Linked DNA regions of Mus musculus: region 1 is linked to region 2. The links are chromatin contacts, called in public Hi-C maps. All regions are on one chromosome and are shown on one strand. The core of a region is the stretch at or near the end of the contact, and the rest is flanking DNA. Distances in the headings are between cores, read along the strand shown.

Region 1 (2,710 bases), core at 192-2,691, 240 kb before region 2:
TTTAAACCAAAGATTTAAAAAAATACATGTGTATGTATGTGAGTATGTGAACGTATGAGTGTGAGCATCAGGCAGGCCATGTGTACTATGTCTGGAAGGCATCTTGGTGCCATGTAGCTGGAGCTATTGGCAGGCCTAAGCTGCCCCACATGGATGCTAGCAACCAAAATCTGGTCTTCTGGAAGAGCTGTAAGCGTTCTTAACCACAAAACTCTATTTCCAGCCCTTATACTCAGGATTTTCAAATTTCTTACCTTACCCTTGTCAGTGATGTGAGGGATAAATTATCTTCCAGCTGTAGATGGTGACCTCTTTATTGGGGGGGGGGGCATTCAGTGGCACAGCCAAGTTCTCAGGTCTGAGCCAGCACCGAGCTTATTAAAAGTCGATCTGGTGTTTTCCAGTGTTGGGTTCATATGAAGGCTCTTGTCTCTTGCTGAGAGAGATAGTGATCTACTCTTACTCAGTCCTGTAATTTGCTATGGTGATATACAATGGACAGTCAAGAGCCTTAAATATGGTCTGCTGTCTCTCAAGTTGAGGGTATTATTTTCTTAATCTTATTAATATTTTGTCACAGTTAGAACAAACTCAATGGGGCAGCAGTCAGATCTCCCAAATTATAAGAGCATGCCAGTTGTATGTTCTTAACTAAGAAGATGGTGTTTTAAAAACATCATCTCCCCAAAACAATTTAAAAAAAAAAAAAACCTTTCCCCTTTTAATAACTGTTCTTGGAGAGATGAATGGCAGTCTGTGCCGCAGCTCACACCTCTCACATTAGGCATATTTCAGCCATAAACTTAATTATGACAGGAATTTTCAAACGACTCCACCTTTTTCCCTCTCCTGCACTCAGTCTGAGAGGGATACCACACTCTATTTCTGAGCTGATAAAAATCCTCTTTCTGAAAGCATTTATTATATTACAGCCTCACATGAGCCGAGCTCTATCCTCACCCTGCGTTAAGTGTCTGCGGTAGATTTCATTACAACCATATACTGGAAGTCCTGCCAGTATCCTGGCAGCAGAGTCCTAGTGGAAAATAAATGGCAATAAAAAAGAGAAATGATAGCCTGTGTGAGCGACGAGGAGCACAGCTTTATTGAGACTGGACAACCCCAGAGTAGTGACTTGGCATGCAAACACGAGCTTAAGAGAGAGTGAGTGAAAGTTGATATTGGAATAACGACTCCGCAGCCCAGACATGGGAATAATTTAATTAATTGCACTGAAATTTCTTTGATGAATAGTTATGCGGTGCTAAGCGTGGGGTCGAACAACAGAATGAGTCTCAGCTTTTTAATGGGCTAGCGCAGCTGCAGCTTTGGATGCCTTCCCACTTTATTTTTGCCTGCAGCTCTCCACAGCTCATCCGTGTCTCTCCAGCTAAGCGCGCCGCTCCCGGAGCTCCCTCTCCATGCATTCTGCAGAATTCTGCAGAGCCAGAGCCAGAGCCAGAGCAAGATGACTGAGTGCATTTGGCCGAGGGAAGCCACTGGCTGGTGACTGCTTTGAAATGAAAACCAGATCAAAAGGGGAGGGGCGGGGGCTGAGGGGGGCTGGCAAAAATTGTCGGTTGGTTTTTCTCGGGATGGAAACCTGCGCCTCATCACCCCACCCTCCTCAAATCTCTAGGATGCTTTTACAGAGTCTTTGCTGTTAAGTTGTATAAAGATTTTAATAAAAATGTCTTGTCCCTGGAGAAGGAGGCCGGCTTTTGTTGTCAGAGAGCTGGAGGGAAAAGAGCAGTGCGGCCCAGCTGGAGCTGGGGCATTAATCCCAGGATTCCTAGCCGGTATTTTCAGACAGATCAATTACTTACGGCTGTAACCAATCTCTCTCCGCTCCCTCGCTGTGCTGAGCTCGCTTGGCAGACTTGGCAGCTGACATAACCTTCCAACTTGACAGGACCGCAGCTGCCAATCTCTTTGGGGTCTGCTGGCCCCTCCATCTTTGAGGTTATACAAATGAGCCGTTAAATAAAAATCAAAAGTCAAAAGTTATGGGTGGTAACTTCTTCATGGCTCAGTCACACCCACAGATCCAGGCAACAGTTCTAGATGGACTCAGAATAAATAAATAAAAAGTCAAGATGAACGATCCCGCTGTGTCGCTTTCTTCACTGTGATGGCCAGCCCTCTATAAGAGAGAAAAAATCTCTCTCCAGAGTGAAGAAATTATCCACAGTGGATGCATTTCTTATCAGCTTCTAGGTTGAAAGATGAACTCCAAAGTGGAGAGGAAGGAGATTAGGAGGAGACAAGAAGGGCAGATACAGGTGAGCCGTGTCTAATGCTTTTCACACCGGGTGAGTCACCCGTCTTCAGCTGCTAGGCCGCCTGGGCTCAAGGCCAAGAGATGTCAGATCAGAAAAGAAGTGACCCTCGCTAACACACAGGTGGTGTAGAACATGTACTCTGTTTATAGAGTGTTTCAGCATGAGAATATAGCACTTCTGTGACAGAGCAAAATTGATGGTCTCTGAAGACTGCCCCCAGAATTTATTTAGTGTCGGCAGGTCTCAGTCCTTCTGAACTGGGCCCTTCACAGCTGTGTCAAGCCCACACAGCCCTCCTAGAGGAAGTACTTAGGGGCCAGATACAGGAAACCTTAGGGTCCCTTTGTGATTTCACTCACTAGACGCACAGATGTGCAGCTCCATCTTTTCAGAAGGTCTCAGGTAGCTAAAGCCGGACTTGAACTTTC
Region 2 (2,700 bases), core at 145-2,644:
CAGTAAAACTCATAAGACAGACTCGCTCAGTCTCTTGCTGAAATTCTTCTCAACAAATCTTGCTCCTGTCCGTGGGCCTTCCTTTAGCATGTGATCCACTGAGTTTAATGAGAGATCCTCACTCCACGCTGTATGTGGTGTTATTTACCAGGAGAGGAGCAGCTTTCCAGAGGCTTCACCAGTGAATGACATCCTCCTTTCCAACAACCATTAGTTGTCTAGAGCCTTCAGGGAGAGGCAGAGCCTCTCAGGCATCTCCTTCATCCATGATGAAATACTGGGATGCGTGTGGTCAAGCAAAGCAGCAACATGCTCACGAGTGGTTGATACTTCATTTCTAGAAGGCATCTTGTGCGGCTCTCATCCCCGTCTGCCCTCTGGTTTTTTACATTTCTTTCACCCCCTCTTCTGTGACATGAGTCTCTCACAGGGTTTGAACTTGGAAGGTAGACGAGGCTGCTGTCTAGGGGATCCTAGGGATCCTTCTGTCTTTGTCTACCCATCTCTGGGGTAACAAGCCGACCCTATCGTATCTATTTTGCTTTTTCTTTTGTGTTTGTGCCAGGATCACAGCTCAGGTCTTCGTACCCATGAGGGAATCACTTTACTGTTGGATTCGTCTCCCTTGCTCTCCCTGTGAGCATTTATAGGTCTCTTTACCCTCCTCCTCGTTGGTACTCAACACATGGCTTCATTATCCCTGTTTCTTAGGCATAGATGAGCAAACTTGCTCTATAAATGCCAGTGAGTATCTTAGCTTTTACAGCCACATATGGCTCTGTCGTGTGTTCATTGTTTTGTCCCCCCTCCCCCCCGCCCCTTCCCAACAATTTACAAATGTAACACTAAGCTCATGGAGTGCAGTGTGGGTTTGATTTGGTCTGCAGGCTGCAGCTTGCCAAATCGCATCCTGGAGAATCCAGAAGTGCAGTGTGGGATGGGCGCACGTAGGCTCTTGGTCCCCTGGTTCCCTTTTCTACTGTGGCTTTGTTCTTTCCTGGTCACTGGCTGTCTCAGAGTGGTCCCCAGAGCCTATTCTCCCTGTGATGTAACGGTGTGAAATGGTGTTTTCAGCTGAAGGCCTGAGGCGGGGGAGGGGAGCATCCCTAATTAGCCTGTGCGGTTTGTGTCTTGATCCTTTTCATCTTCAATGGGCTTCTGCTAGGAGAGGATAAGAACGTGCTTAATTACAGGCATGTTGTCATAGTCCCAGCGTTCGCCTGCCTGATGAAGAATGAAGGTCCCTGAGATGGAGTGCTCCGTCAGAGGGTGTCTTTGGGAACCGACTGATATTTTTTTTCTTCCTTCCTAATCATTCTATGTCCAGAGTGATCCTGAAGGAAACCCCAGGTCGTTGCCCTAATCCATCATCTGCCCCAAGACATCTGGCCTGTGTGAAGCGTGGCAGATGTCCACCAGTCAGATCCTGCCACTGGCCTGCTATGGCTTTGTAGAGTCTTGCTTATTTATTTGTGAATCTCCTTAGTTTCGGGCATCTGGAATGTCTTTTCAGTAGGTTTCTGGTCTCACTAACCAAGGAAGAAGGAGCATTAGCCTAGACAGTGTGCCCCCACTTTCCCTGGAAGCCTGAAGTCTGTTGGTACAGTCATAACGCTTTTATAGAATCTCCTGTTGGTGTTCTTACAGGCACATGCATGCATCTGTTATGGAGTTTTCCTTGTTGATTACCTTAGTGTCGTGAATACACACATCTTGCAGTGTAAATATTGCCATCATACAATAGCATCATTATCAATCCTCAGATTTTTTTTTTCTCCACCTTTCCCAATTGTATCTCCATGATCATGAAACCCTAAGTCTTAGTCTGTCCTTTTCCAGCCTGTTTGGTCACCCTTTGCGTATTGTTTTCACAACCTAGGTATGGCACCGTAGGTGGGGTCATTTTTATTTGTCCTATTATGAGCTGCTCCATTCATTTAATATAGCATTCTCAAGGTTGGCCTGTCCTGTCCCTTATGTTAGAATGCCCTTTCCTTTTCTGTGTTTGATCTCCGTTGCTATGGGAAAACACTCTGACTGTAAAAACCTTAGGGAAGGAGAGGGTTGATCTCAGCCGGCGGGTTATAGATCATCTCTGAGAACACTTGAACTCAATCGGGAACTTGAAGCAAAAACCATGGAGTAATGGCTACTTGATAACTATCTGGAAGGCTCATGCTCAGAGAGCTTTTTTATGTAGTTCATAACTACCTGCCCAGGGAGTGGTGCCGCCCACAGTGGGCTGGGCCTTCCTGTGTCAATTAGCAATGAGGACAATCCCTCACTGACATCCCCACTGATCAACCTGATAAGGGTACTCAACTAAGACTCTTTTCAGGTGAGTTGCTTGCCGTGTCAAGCTGACAGCTAACTGCTAACTGTGATGCCTTTTAAGGATGAGAAACATTCCCCTGTAGTCACATGTGCCATTTAGTTTGCTCACTCACCAGTGGGCACTTGGATTACTTCCACATTGTAATTCTTGTACACAAGATTTCTGTGAACACATGAATGTAGGTTTTCATCTCTGTTGTGTATGTAGTTTCAAGTTATTTTTGCACCTTTTGTAGAAAAGGTCTTTTTAAATTCTCTTGTTTTTAAGTTCTTGGGGGTCCATGGGAAGTAGGACTGTGGAGCCAACCAACCTGGGAGCCTCCTGCATGCTAGGCAAGTGCTCTGCCACTGAGCATACGCTACAGC

Evidence for each region. A called contact is a pair of places that touch in the nucleus more often than the background predicts.
Region 1: a Hi-C map of the N1E-115 cell line shows a contact between it and region 2, with 4 times the contacts expected there. The contact joins two enhancer-like sites. A contact is called at or near these places in 1 of 484 Hi-C or Micro-C datasets (the N1E-115 cell line) and 3 of 115 datasets of contacts at active chromatin or transcription factors (differentiating embryonic stem cells, embryonic basal ganglia and forebrain).

The regions. Positions count from the first base shown.
Region 1 is chr5:132,073,567-132,076,276 of GRCm38.p6, reverse strand. All of the region lies in intron 2 of Auts2 (autism susceptibility candidate 2), which reads left to right. Among named protein-coding and RNA genes, the nearest start is that of 4930563F08Rik, 190 kb to the right of the region's middle. Within about 2 kb of position 1,441, at least 101 of the 459 cell types and tissues checked have an H3K27ac peak or open chromatin away from gene starts, as enhancers often do. A contact at or near this core is called in the N1E-115 cell line, where this site is marked.
Region 2 is chr5:131,831,750-131,834,449 of GRCm38.p6, reverse strand. All of the region lies in intron 4 of Auts2 (autism susceptibility candidate 2), which reads left to right. Among named protein-coding and RNA genes, the nearest start is that of 4930563F08Rik, 47 kb to the left of the region's middle. Within about 2 kb of position 1,394, at least 27 of the 459 cell types and tissues checked have an H3K27ac peak or open chromatin away from gene starts, as enhancers often do. A contact at or near this core is called in the N1E-115 cell line, where this site is marked.